3 separate regions of the Mus musculus genome follow, and all the other regions are linked to region 3. Evidence: chromatin contacts called from public HiChIP or PLAC-seq and promoter capture Hi-C data. All regions are on one chromosome and are shown on one strand. The core of a region is the stretch at or near the end of the contact, and the rest is flanking DNA. Distances in the headings are between cores, read along the strand shown.

Region 1 (4,415 bases), core at 813-3,312, 440 kb after region 3:
TCTCTGCTCCCTGAAGCCCTGGCTGGACTAGAAAGTACTGGACTGGCCTTGAACTCAAAACAGTCCCTCTGCCTTAGCCCCCTGAAGGCAGAGATTACAAGTGTTTGAGTTGGGCAGTTAAGAGCCCAGATCCACACCATCATTTCCTTGGTGGCAATGGTCTCCGTTTCCTGCTGTACAGAGATGACTGCATCTCATACTTCTCCACCCCGTCTGTCATATGCTCTTGCTTCCTGCAATGCATCACGTCCTACATAGAAATATAGTGGTCCAGGGGACTCTGTACTCCATTATGTGCTCTACATAGCTGAAGTGACCTCCCAGGCCATGGCAACAGTATTCTTCTAAACATCAAAGAGATAAAGGTACTTCTGAACCAGTGCATGCTGGGCCTTCTCCATGTTACCTGCCTCCTGGATTTGTTTGATGGTTGGCTGCTTGACTCCTTCCAGTTGAGCAATTATCAAGTTTTTCAACAGATTCTCCACTAGAGGTACCATGTTTCTTAGTCATATATTGTGACTCGTTTATAGGATAGGTGACAATGATAGTCATCATTGTCACAATGAGTCCTCCTACTGATATTGTACAGAAGGTCTCTGAGGTGATCACATATATTTCTTTGGATAGAAAATACAAGATAAGGGCTGGAGAGATGGCTCAGTGGTTAAGGGTGCTGACTGCTCTTCCAGGGGTCCTGAGTTTAATTCCCAGCAACCACATGGTGGCTCACAACCATCTGTAATGGGATCTGATGCCCTCTTCTGGTGTGTCTGAAGACAGCTACAGTGTACTCATATACTTACTTAAAATAAATAAGTAAATCTTTTTTTAAAGATTTATTTTGTTTATGTATTTATGCTGTCGTGTTGGTGGCAGAAAGTTCTACCTGGGACAGCATGGTCTTTGTAGGTTCCGGCATTGGTCTTTGTGTTCCTGTGAGCTTGGCCTCTGTTCCCTTTCTTCCAACCCTGTGTCCAAATTCTTGGAGACCTCACTGGCCAGACTTGGTCACATGACCAGCATTGCAAGGGATACTGGGCAAGAGAATGTGTGACAGGGTCTTGATGGACCTCAATGAGTGCTGGTGTAGAGGTGTTGTCCTAGCAGGAGTTGAGAGATGGTTAGAGATCAAAATGAAGCCTCTGACAGGAGCTTGAGGGAGAGGGGGCTGCAAAGTACTGTGGGGCAACCTTGGTTTGGAAGATGCCTATGTGGCTACAGGCGTGTTTAAAGGAAAGACTGACCAGCATAGGATCATGGAGGACTCTCATCTTATTTCGCCCATTTGTCATAATTACTCCAGAGCAATAGCAGACATTAAAGGAGGTGGGGAATCCCTTTAATCCCGGCACCAGGTGGCAGGAGCAGACAGATCTCATGTTCAAGGCTAGGCTGGTCTACAGAGAAAGTTCCAGGACATCCAGGCCTACATAAAAAAAGCTAGTCTCAAAGGTGGTGGTGGGGGTGGGGGAGTGTCAAGGGCCTGGGAAGAGGCTCACTGGGGACAAAACCTGGTGACCTCAGTGTGGTTCCTAGAACCCATGTGAAGGCAGAAGGAGAGGACAAGCTCTGCAGAGTTGTCCTCTGACCTCCCCATGGCCAGTGTGGCATGTGTCCCCTTCCATCACACACACACACACACACACACACACACACACACACACACACACTGAGACTAAGAAAAGAATAAGTAAAGAAGGAATGAGGCTGTAGGTGTGGCCCAGTGGCACACACAGCCCTGTCCTGCGTGAGGTTCAAGTTCTGCCCCCAGTGGCACACACGGCCCTGTCTTGCGTGAGGTTCAGGTTCCGCCCTCAGGGATGAAAACAGTGAAACCCGCTAGTTGTGTTCTTCATAAAGTCAGGGCGAAGGAGTCGCTCTCCTTGGGAACTCACTTCAGTCTCTTTGTGGGCAGGGGTGCCTGGGCTTTCCTCTGTCCCCAAGGACAGAGCTGGGGTCCTTAGTATCTTCACTTCAGAGACCCAGGACTTGGTGATTTGCTGAGGCACACAGCCTGCGTGGAGGACTCTGGAAGGGCTGGGGGGAGGAGGAGTCGGGGAGAGTTGGATGACGGCCCAAGCAGCTCAGAGGAAATGGCCACAGAGGCAAGAAGGTTATTCTTAGATATGGGGCAGCAGAGTCTGACATATTTCCCCTGCCCTCATTACAGGGGACATGGTTCATGTTTCTGTCATAGATGGTCAAAGACAGAAAAGTGACAGTCACTTTTTCTACCTCATGGGAGCCTTCAGGCATGAAGACCTGGAGACATGAAGAACTTTTGTATATACACATGTTTTATGTGTGGGTATGCATGCATGTGTGTGTATATACACGTGTGTGCACACATGTAGAGGGCAAAGGTCAACATTGCTGTTCCCCCAGGAGCCATCCACCTTGGGTCCCCTCCCCCCGAAGATTTGATAATTGTATGTTGTATGCATATGTGTGTGTGTGAGAGTGTGGGTGCCCTTGGAGGGTGAAAGAGGGCTCTGAGCCCCTCCACCTGGAGTTTATAAGGGGTTGCGAACTGCCGATGTGGATTCTGGGAATGGAACTCTGTTCCTCGGCAAGAGTGGTACACACTGTCTCTACCTGATTAACCCGTCCCTCCAGACGTGACTTGGGTTTCTGAGACAGGATCTGGAAACTGGGACTCACTGATGAAATTGGGCTGGCTGGTCAGCAAGCCCCATGGACTCTGTTCTCAGCTCCACAGTCCTGGGGTTCCAGGCATGTAGTGCTGCACACAGCTCCTCCAGAGTCCTGCCTTGCATTCTGGAGATCTTAAGTCAAGTCCTCATGCTTGCATGGTAAGGACAAGCTTTTCTCCCAGCCCTTGGAGAAACTTGGTTTGATGCTCAGGTCTGCTACGGGGCAGTGGTGTGTAGAGCTATGGCTGGGCAAACAGCATTAGCAGGCTCTGGACAGACTGGGGTGGGGCTAGTGGGGAGTCTATTCAGAGTCTTTGAACGTCCTGATCTTCAAGGGACCAGGAAAGAGGACCAGAATCTTGTTGAAGCTTGGTGGCCTGCTTTGGGAAAGATAGCCCAGCTTATGTGAGCAGCCTGGATGGAAGCATCTCTGGTTTTTGTGACTCATTCTGGGACAGAGGAGGGTCAGGAACACTCATATACCAAGGCCTTGTAGTTCCCGGGGGCTTTCTGTGCCCCACATACCAAGCACTTACTATGGTCTGTAGCCACCGGTGCATAGTTCTGGAGATCTAGTCACGCTCTGCCTTATTTTATCCCACAGAACACATGTCGGAGGCGAGACTTATGGCCAGAGACGTCATCAAGACTGTTCCACACGACCAGGTCCCCCAACCTCCAGTGGCCTCTGAGACTCCCAGCATGAAGGAGCCTGTGAGAGACGTGGACCTCATGGAGTGCGTGGAAGGCAGGTAGGGCCTGACTGGACTCTCCACTGGACATGGGTTGGAACAGCACCTTCTATATAGAGGAGTGGGGGGAAGGGGAGTGGGGAGATAACAGGGCAAGGAGCTCCTGGAGGTCCCCCCACCCACACAGGGCTCCAGTGTGTTTCCTGGGTGTCGGGACCAGCACAATGCAGCCTGAACCTGGGCCATCTGGTTTCACTAGTAGAGGGCTTATCTGTTGTTGCCTCTGTGTCCAGAAGGCCAAGTCCCTCCCTGCTCAGGCTCTGAGACCCATCCTTCATTTCCCAGCAGAAAGAGAGAGCAGCCATACTGGCCAGGGCGAGTCCTTCTGCACATAGGCAGGTCAGCACAGGCTCTTCACGTGTACCCTCAGCTTCAGGGTTCTCTGCCACTCTGGTTGTGGAATCAGTGTCGCCTCACTTTCTGCTCCATTCCTGAGTGGAATGAAGCCGGGGACAGTGTTTTCCTGGGGGGTCTCTCAGGGAATAGGCGGGACTAAATCCGCTCAACTCGGTTGCCAGGCGACCTTCCAGGTTCCTTGAACCCTTGTGACCATCAGAATCAGGAAGAAACCTAGGACACTGGGTGTGTGGAACAGGTGGCTCTGGAGATGCCCTCTGTAGGGACTTTCCAGTGAGCTGCTGTGTCGCTGGTGTGGAATGTGTGGGCAAACCCCAGGAAGGGCTTAGCCAGGCTGGTTTCAGTGTGTGTGTGTGTGTGTGTGTGTGTGTGTGTGTGTGTGTGTGTGTGTTTGTGTGTGTATTCACCACACAAGTGTGTCTCCTGTTTCAATGGAGACTTTTTATTGTTTTTAAAAGATTTATTTTATGTGCATGAGTGCTTGCCTGCACGTATGTCTGTGCCCTTCGTACATCCCTGGTGCCTGCAGTACTCAGAGGAGGACGCTGTAGCCCTTGGAACTGAAATTACAGGTGGCTGTAAACAATCATGTCGTCTGCCTGAGCAACAAGTACCTTAGCTGCTGAGCTACCTCTCCAGCCCCTGAGAT
Region 2 (4,497 bases), core at 119-2,618, 360 kb after region 3:
ACAGAGAGAGCAGATCTAATCAGTCAGCTACTCCTCTGTGCTCAGCTACTTTCCCAAGTAATAAATATCCATCAGCCCAATGATCAGTTTCTTTAAAGCCTCTAAACTGCACACATCACACAAGTTTTTCATGTAGTGGCCTCACGGCTAAAGTAGCATAGCTTCACCAAGGAGACTGCCAAACTCTACAGTTCAGTGTAAATGCACAGACTAGAGTGTTCCAGGAAAGTCAGGAGAACCCCCAACTACGCTAACTCTCAAATCCGGACTTCTGTGGAAAAGTGAATCTGAGCGCCCAGGGACGGAAGAGGGAGGCTAACACAGAACCCAGTTCACCTGGCTGATCCCTTCACCAGGGGCTCCAAGCTGACAATCCCAGAGGTGCAAGACCAGAACTTAAGCAAAGTGGAAAACCTGCAGGGGGTAGGAAGGTGTGAGCTCACGTCCACAACTCGGGATTAAATAGATTTACATCAGGACAGTGCAGAAGTGTTTTTGCTAAACCGCTAATGAGTAGCCCTGGAGACTGTCAGCAACCTACTCCCCCTTCATCACTAAACCTAAGGACAGCTGCGGTCAAGGGAAGCCGACAAGGGCCAGGGATGGTGCACACAGCCCGGACCAAAACTATCTTCCCTCAAGGGGCCAACAAGAACGCAGCACCCCTGGGGCGTGTCTACTTCCAGGTCTAACCTCTAAGGCCTTGAGATCCCTAGCCAGCTCCTCTGGATCCACTCCTGGAAAAAAAGAAAAGTGGACCTTCTCAGAGGGGGTCCGCAAGCCTGGGGTCTTTGGGAAGAGAAGAGAACGCGGCTCTAGAGCCCCCACGGGAGGTAGGAGGGAATTGACGATTCGGATCCACTGAGTCTCGAAAACTATGAAAGTCAAAAAGGACAGCATGCAGCCTTTCCTGTCTCGCCTCACACCCCTAGTTCGTGTTCACCGGTCAGGCTTGGCTCTCACCACGGCGGTCACAGAGTGTGGGGAGGACGGAAATGGAAGGCAAGAGTCTGCAAAGCGCCCCATGAGTGCGTCCGCGTGGGACTCGTCCGCTCCGGCCGCCCTTCGGGCCTCCCGGGCTCCGCCCGCCGGCGCGTGGCCCCCCGCGCGCGGACTAGAAGTTTCGAGCGGCGCGGCCCCGCGCGCTCGGCCCCAGCGCGGCCTGACAGGGGTAGGCGCGGCCACCGACCCGTGTCCCAACCGTCGCGGCGCACCCCTCACCTCGGCCGCCGTTCGCCTCGGGTCCCACTGAGCACGCCGCCCCGGCCGGGCTGCGACTCCGACCCCTTCCCGTTCCGCTCCAACCGAGCTCCCCGGCCCTGCCCAGACCCGCCGCAGCCGCTTCTGCCGCCAGCCGCGACCGCGCCGCCCCCGCCGCGCCCGCTGTGCTCGCCCTATTGGTTGCCTGCATCCAGACCCCGCCCTTCGGCCCAGCGGCGCTCCAGATTGGATAGTCTAAAGCGGAGGCGGCACGCCCCCCCAGAAGCTAAAGGAACTACCTTGGGCTAGCATTAGCGGCCTTTCCTGTCAGTCAAACGAGGAGCTACTACTTAAGCCGCTGAGAGGCCAACACGGGTCACTCCCTGGGAGACGCCCAAAGGACCGGGACTAAAGGACTTTTTTTTAAAGTGGGCCAGAGTTTTGTGGTTTCCCTAGCACCCAGAACAACTGCGGTCCCTGATCTATAATTCAGATAAGGTGGACTTTGAGAAAGTTTCCTCGGATCTGGAGAAATTGCTACTTTTCTAGAGGACCCGGATTCCATTCCAAGTACCTAGTACGTAGAGGCTTACCCTGATCTGAAATTCCAGTTGGAGGGTTATCTGTCTGACGCCCTCTTCTGGCCTTTGTTGGTACCAGGCACGCACGAGGTACAGACATGCTAACACTCATACACACAATTTTTTTTTTTTTTTAAAGAAAGTTTCCTCCAAGCCAGGGATGGTGGCGCACGCGTTTAATCCCAGCACTCAGGAGGCAGAGGCAGGTGGATCTCTGCGTTCATGGCCACTGTGGTCTACATAGTGTGTTACAGGCTAACCAAAAACACAAAAAAGAAGAGGAAGTGGGGTGGAGAGACTTCCCTCCAGAGGATGCCGATATGGCCATCAGAGCACCAGACAATATACAGACTTTCTGCTTCTCACATAGCGCTGCCAGATAGGAGGTTGGCCCTATGAGCAAAGAGAAATAATGAGCCAAAACGGCTAATACCTCGCTGAGCACTACCTCACACAGTCCCGGCCAGGAGGACAGTAAGCGATGCGTGGGTGAGGGTCTGAGAAACTGACAGCAGGTAACTTTCTGGGAACTGTATGGAGTAAAGAGTAAATGGTGGCAGACAGTGGCTAGTGTCTGTAATCCCAGTACTCAAGAGGCGGATACAGGAGAATGGCTGAGAGCTCCAGGCAGCCTACGCAACCGAGTAATTGGAAGAAAGAAAGAAAAAAAGGTAAGGTCAGCCTGGAATATATAGTAAGACCCTGCCTCAACCTCCCTGCAAACAAAACAAAACAGAAAAGGCAGATGTAGTAGGTAGCACTTGGAAGGTAGAACAGGAGGGTCAGGAGTTCAAGGTCATCCCCAGCTACACAGGAAGTCCAGTTTTCAGGCTGGACATAGTGGTACCTGCCTGTAATCTCAGCATTTAGGAGGTAGAGGCAGAAAGATCAGGAATTCACAGTCATCCTCAACTGCATAGAGAGTTCAGGTCAGCCTAAGCTATATGAGACCTTGCCCCTCCCCCACCCAGAAAATATAAAATAACCTCCCCCACTCATATCCTTACAGTGACCAACATTTTCAATATGTATTTATTTATGTATTTATTTAATTACCCAGAGGCTAGCTGTATTGCCTGTAAAATACCCTTTTAACAATGATGTCTGTGACTCCTTCAAGAAAAAAAAAATCATCTCAGTAATTCCAATGTCTAGAAGTAGAGATAGCCAGGCATGGTGGTACATGCCTTTAATCCCAGCTCTCAGGAGGCAGAGGCTGGCAGAGCTCTGTGAGTTCAAGTCCAGCCTGGTTTGCATAGTGAGATTCAGGACAGCCAAGGCTACATATCCAGACTCTGTCTCAACAAAACAAAACAAAAGAATACAAGGTGGGGGGGAGCAGCTGGCAAGTGTTCGGTGAACCTAGCAAAGACAAGGGGCAACAATATCAAACACAGTGACATTTTTACTGTCCCAAGGTGGATAGAATATGACAGAGAGCAAAGACCTCCCAGAAAGCAATGAGCTCTACAGGGAGAAAGAAAGGGGTTCCTCTCCACTGGAGCACTTCAGGCATGCAAGAATCGAGGAGATATGGTAGGGAGGGTTGCTTGGCAGCAAATGGCCACTCCACCCTGCAAGTTCCTTCCCTTCTTTGGGGCTTGATTTTCTCCACTTTAAAACAGAAGTCCAGGAAAGACCAGGACTAGTGAGCCTGCCGGGCTCTCAGGGTGGCCAGTGGCTGCTGACCTTGTCTCAGGGTCTCTCTCGTCGATGAAACTGCTTCCACTTGTATTTATTTTCCTTATTTATTTTGTTTGAGGCAGGGTCTCACTACAGACCAGGCTGGCTTCAAACTCACAAGAGACCTACCTCCTATGTGCTGGAAGTGAAAGGCTTGCACTACCAAGCTCCACTAAGCTTTCATTTCTCAGTTGGGATTAGCATGCAGGAGAGACGGTTCTGTGGGTAAAGTACTTATGGCACCAACATGAAGACCCGAGTTCCGATTCCCAGAAACCGGGTAAAAAGCTAGAGTAGCATGCATGTATAATGCAAATGCTGGGGGGAGTTTCTAGCCAGGCAGCCTAACTGACAGGAAAAGTTCCAGGTTCATTGAAAGACTCTGTCTCAAATAAATAAATAAATAAATAAATAAATAAATAAATAACTTGGGACAGTCATAGAGGAAGATACCCAAAGTTAATCTCATGGCCTCTGTACATGCACTAAACACACACACACACACACACACACACACACACACACACACACACACACAATTGGAGGGTATGGCTCACTTCACAAGACCCTGGGATCCATTTCCGGCACCATCCAAACGAGTCATTAAGTTTGGAGACACCAAAAAACGTTAACTGTTGGGGCCAGAAGAACACATTCCTGGATCTACCTAGGAATGAAGCGAACTGCTGCCAAATGCGTGGAATGAATGTGTCACCGATTAGGAAGCTGCCACCCCGCCCTTGCCTGCTTAAATGCTTTATTCTTTGGCCTGTGCACATAGACTCATAGATAAAGACAGGCAGGTACAGCACTCCACTCTCACGTGCTGCCTGCATTCACCCTCATGGACCCTAAGATGGAGGGACACTGCACAACCTATGAATGGAGTATCCCTAAGAGGGTGTGGCCAGCACTTGATGAAGCCATGTCAGTCCACTTACATACAATCCTCAATTGGTTGTTGTTTTTTTTTTTAAACCAATTATCTGTTTGTGTGTATTCACTGCACAGGACATGTGAGAAAGGTCAGAGG
Region 3 (4,020 bases), core at 145-2,644:
ACTGGGAAAGATTGGGAAAGGTCCCAGGCTTCCTGGTAGGTGTCTTGTTCCCAGTGGCTCTGAGTGACTGTACTCCGACAGAACTCAGTGAAGACCCTTATCTATCGAGAATCAAAGTGTGTTCTCCACCGATAGATGCCACTGATTGGACCCAACAGAAGTGTTCTCAAAGGGCTGGGGATGTAGCTCAGTTGGTAGAATGTTTGCCTGGCATGCATGCATCCACGTGTTTGACCCCCAGCAGTGCATAAACCAGGCGTGCAACCCCAGTGTTCTGGAGAGGGAGGGAGGCGGCTCAATTCAAGGTCACCCTCAGCTATGGAGTGAGTTCGAACCCTGTCTCCAAAAACCAAAGAATAGAACAGAAAAGCGTGGTGTGTTCCCAGCTCCTAACCTCTGAGTGAAACCACTCAGAAAAGTCCTGTCACAACCAGGCGGCCCCATTTTCCAGCCCCTCATCTACGTTGGCCTATTTTTCAGCCTCAAATTTCTCTCCACAGTGGCTCTGCCCAGCCTCCCCTCCCTCCCCTTACTACAGCCTGTGATGCTCAGGGTTTGCCCTGTCACCCCTTTGGGGAACTCACCACACTGATTCCGCTCAGTGCCCAGGTCTGTGGTTCGCCAGCTACAACAATGATAGGGAATATCTCCCGCTGTTCCAGAGAGCCCACCTGGTAAATTTAAAAGCTCAAGATTTCTGCTTTTAATTTAAAAGGTAGTGCTTGTATGTGTCCATTTTAGGAATGTTTGTGATTGGATTGCTAGGGTTAGCTTTAGGATGAGTTTTGGTCATTGGAGAGTCCTGCAGTGTATTCCAGGCTGGCCTCCAAAAACCCACAGGCCTTTCCCAGCCTCCTGAATGCACCCCGTGCCCACAGTCTGACTCTGAGTTCTTCTCGGGACTGAAACTGTTTTCAGTCCTTCCTTGCCTGGGGATGGTTTCTGCCAGAGCCCTCGCTTTATACATTCATTTATTCATTCAGGCCGTGCAATCAATTATCAAAGCTGGATAGCGCCAGGCACTGCTGAGGGACCGCAGCCACCGTGGGGACACGGTGGGGAGGCATGAAACACTGTGAAACAGTCGTCTCATTTCTGTGGGAATCAGAGAGGATCCTCGAGGGAGCTTTCCTCACTGTGGGGCCACCGGGGCCTTGTCTAGCTCGTGGTAATCATGCGGGGATGCCCAGGTATTGAGCCTGTCAAAGCTTGTCCTCCAGAGACTTACTTCTCTGCTAGCTCTGACACCATCCCACCGTAGCAGCACAGCAATGTGCCAGGAGTTGAGCAGCCCTGAGATCCTCCTGAAAGTCCCGGGCCGGCCGCAGGAAGGCGGGGCCTCGGTGGGCGGTGTCGCTTGAAGGGGCGGGGCTGGCGCTAAAACTGGGGCTAAGGAGACGGAAGCCGGTGGGGACGGGAAGGACCTGGAGGGAAAGTCCTGAGCGGGACGCAAGAGGCGGGGCGTGAGCTTCTGAGTCCTTCCAGTTCCTGTGACCTCCTCAGCGAGGAGTGACAGCCTCACCGACCAGAGCAATGGGTGAAAATGTCCCTCAGGGCCCCTTAGATTGGAGTGGGAAGGGGGAGGCCGACGAGTGCTCCCACTCGCTTACTTGAGCTGGTGGAGTGGACGCTCATCGCCCTCTCCCAGGCTCAGTGGGCAGCACTGGGATCTAGCAGAGCCAGACTCGGGGCTCCTGATGGCCGCTGAGTCCTAGGCTGCTATTTGGGGTTGCTCTTTGGGTCCAACAGCAGCAGAAGGTCAGCTCTGGAGCACATCTGACTTGAAGAGGCCCAGATGGAGCCCTGGAGTCAAGCTGACTCTCTCCCCCTCTCCTTCCTCCCCTTCTCCCTTTCCTGTGCCTCAGTTTCGTGATCTGTGCACTGAGAACAGCAGTGGCCCAACTCTCCAACTCACGGTGTATAGATAGATAGATAGATAGATAGATAGAGTATAAAGTGTCTGGCATCGGCTCCGAAGGTATAGGAAAAGCTGGCCACGGTGATCTCCCAGTTTCGATTTCCAAGGGTTCAGTTTCCTAAGGTCCAAAATGTGAGGGCACAGACCAGTTTTGAGCAGCATGGTACTCTGAGTAGTGTCTTAAAACCCTCAGCCATTTTACTGTATGTAGCTTTAGCTGGCTTGGAACTCCCTAGACCAGCCTATCCTTAAGTGGCCGAAATCCTCCTGCCTCTACCTCCTCAGGACTAGGCTAGGCTTATAGGTGTGATTAATACACTTGGTTCTCATAATAATATTTTAGAGTCAGTGCTGCACAAATTGTAGTATATTTGTTTTATTTTGTTGATTTGAAGTTTTATGAGACAATGTTTTATCGTCTATCCATGTCTACCTTTTAAGGGCTGGGATAACAGGCATGTATAATTATTGTTATAGGTAGCATTCAGTGTATGGGGTCTGTTACTGCTTGAAGTTTCAGGTATCTACAGGGGCTCTTGGAATGGGTCCCATATAGTTATGAGGCATTATTCTCTATTTGCTCCTGTTTAACAGAAAGGGAAACTGAAGATGGAGAGGTTTTAGGCAAGCCAAGGTCATACAGCCCACAAGTGTCAGGGTTCAAGCCGGCAGCCCCCAACCTACTCCTTCCAGTTCTGCCCTAAAAACCAATGAGCTATATCCTGAAAAACCTATTCAGATCTTTCTCATCCAGGGGACCCAAGCTGTCTTTCCCTGTTATCTGGCAATCAGTCTGTCTAAAGCTTAGACATAGGCCAGTAGCTCAGGCGCCTGTGCCTCTTGGTGCACTCATAGGGGCTTAGGAAGTGCCGGATTCCTGGATGCAGGGGTTGACAGACCAGATCTGCCTTGCAGGTTTGCACTCAGAGTTGAAGTTGGCTGTGCCCTGGGGCCACATTGCTCTCAAAGTCTGGGGCTCCCAGAAGAACCCTCCAGTTCTCTGCTTACACGGCTGGCTGGACAACGCCAACTCCTTTGACAGGCTCATTCCTCTTCTTCCCCAAGGTAGGGCCGTGGGCTGAAGGGCCGTGGAGGGGTGACGGCAGCCATGCCGAGCCCCTCTCTTCCTCTTCCCTGCTGCAGACTTCTGTTACATGGCTATGGATTTCGGAGGCCACGGGCTCTCGTCCCATTACAACCCAGGCCTCCCGTACTACCAGCAAAATTTTGTGAGTGAGGTCCGAAGGGTGGCAACAGGTGAGCCAGAGCCCCCATAGTATCTCTCATCCTAGGAGTAGGATGCAGTATCTGGGAGGCAGGACTGGCCTGGGAACGGATACCTGGGGTTTCTGCTTCCGGTTTCCTGGCCCCTGAAAAGAGCCTGCTCTTCCGCTAGGAGCATCCCACAGTGAAGCTAGTGGGTCCTAGTGGGTCTCCTGCAGGGGTCGTGTGGGGGTCAGGGTGGGGCTGCTGCAGGTCTTTGGAGGGAGTCCCAAGCCCCAGGGCACAGGGATAAAGGACAGAGTAAGGCTGGGCTGTGCAAACCTCCTTTCTGCCTTTGTGTTTTCAGCCTTTAAGTGGAATCAGTTCACCCTCCTGGGCCACAGTTTTGGTGAGTCAGCCTAAGGCGGAACCTGAGTTCGGGGGGAGAGCTGTAGGAAAGAGAGAACTTGACACTGTGGTACCTGGTGCCTTTCCCTGCCCCTCTGAGGAGAGGGGTGAGAGAGTCATCTAATGCTTACCGTACAGTTCTAGAGACCGAGTCTCAACTCCATGGTGGGAAAGGAACTAGGGATGGGACACCCCCCCCCCCCCAGGAAAGAGCTTGGGAGGAGGGTACTGGGATCTGGGGAGGGGGGCCACACAGAATGTCACCACTGCTCTTTTGTCTGGCAGGTGGCTGTGTGGGTGGCACGGTGAGTTACTGGCTGGGGACCTTGTGGGGACAAGCAGAAGGTAAGATAGGAAGAGTCCCACACCTCCTTAGCGAGAGTCACTTTCCACACACACTGTGTCCTAGTGAAGGTCCCTTGGAGAGTTTCTGCTGTCCTGACTGTCATCCCCAGGACTCCTAAGACCAGGGTTACTGGGGTCTACAGGCA

The links. HiChIP or PLAC-seq counts read pairs in DNA pulled down with a chosen protein or histone mark. Capture Hi-C pulls out chosen DNA fragments and counts their contacts.
Region 1: a contact with region 3 is called in an H3K4me3 HiChIP or PLAC-seq map of bone marrow-derived macrophages, with 5 times the contacts expected there. The contact joins the enhancer-like site here to the promoter of Serhl in region 3. A contact is called at or near these places in 1 of 39 promoter capture datasets (the SN4741 cell line), 2 of 484 Hi-C or Micro-C datasets (cortical neurons and embryonic fibroblasts), 4 of 115 datasets of contacts at active chromatin or transcription factors (bone marrow-derived macrophages, large pre-B cells and pancreatic cancer cells) and 3 of 9 other capture datasets (adipose tissue, liver and pancreatic islet).
Region 2: a promoter capture Hi-C map of adipose tissue shows a contact between it and region 3. The contact joins the promoter of Pacsin2 here to the promoter of Serhl in region 3. A contact is called at or near these places in 1 of 39 promoter capture datasets (pre-B cells), 2 of 115 datasets of contacts at active chromatin or transcription factors (bone marrow-derived macrophages and pancreatic cancer cells) and 2 of 9 other capture datasets (adipose tissue and liver).

The regions. Positions count from the first base shown.
Region 1 is chr15:83,538,034-83,542,448 of GRCm38.p6, forward strand. It overlaps Bik (BCL2-interacting killer), which reads left to right. Exons shown (of 5, transcript NM_007546.2): 2 at 3,262-3,409. The coding sequence starts at 3,267. It also overlaps the pseudogene Gm46495. Among named protein-coding and RNA genes, the nearest start is that of Bik, 13 kb to the left of the region's middle. Within about 2 kb of position 2,063, at least 27 of the 459 cell types and tissues checked have an H3K27ac peak or open chromatin away from gene starts, as enhancers often do. A contact at or near this core is called in adipose tissue, bone marrow-derived macrophages and pancreatic cancer cells, where this site is marked.
Region 2 is chr15:83,463,238-83,467,734 of GRCm38.p6, forward strand. Pacsin2 (protein kinase C and casein kinase substrate in neurons 2) reads right to left here and starts at 1,369. Exons shown (of 11, transcript NM_001159509.1): 1 at 1,222-1,369.
Region 3 is chr15:83,098,811-83,102,830 of GRCm38.p6, forward strand. Serhl (serine hydrolase-like) reads left to right here and starts at 1,395. Exons shown (of 12, transcript NM_023475.3): 1 at 1,395-1,537; 2 at 2,834-2,983; 3 at 3,062-3,175; 4 at 3,489-3,530; 5 at 3,815-3,834. The coding sequence starts at 1,534.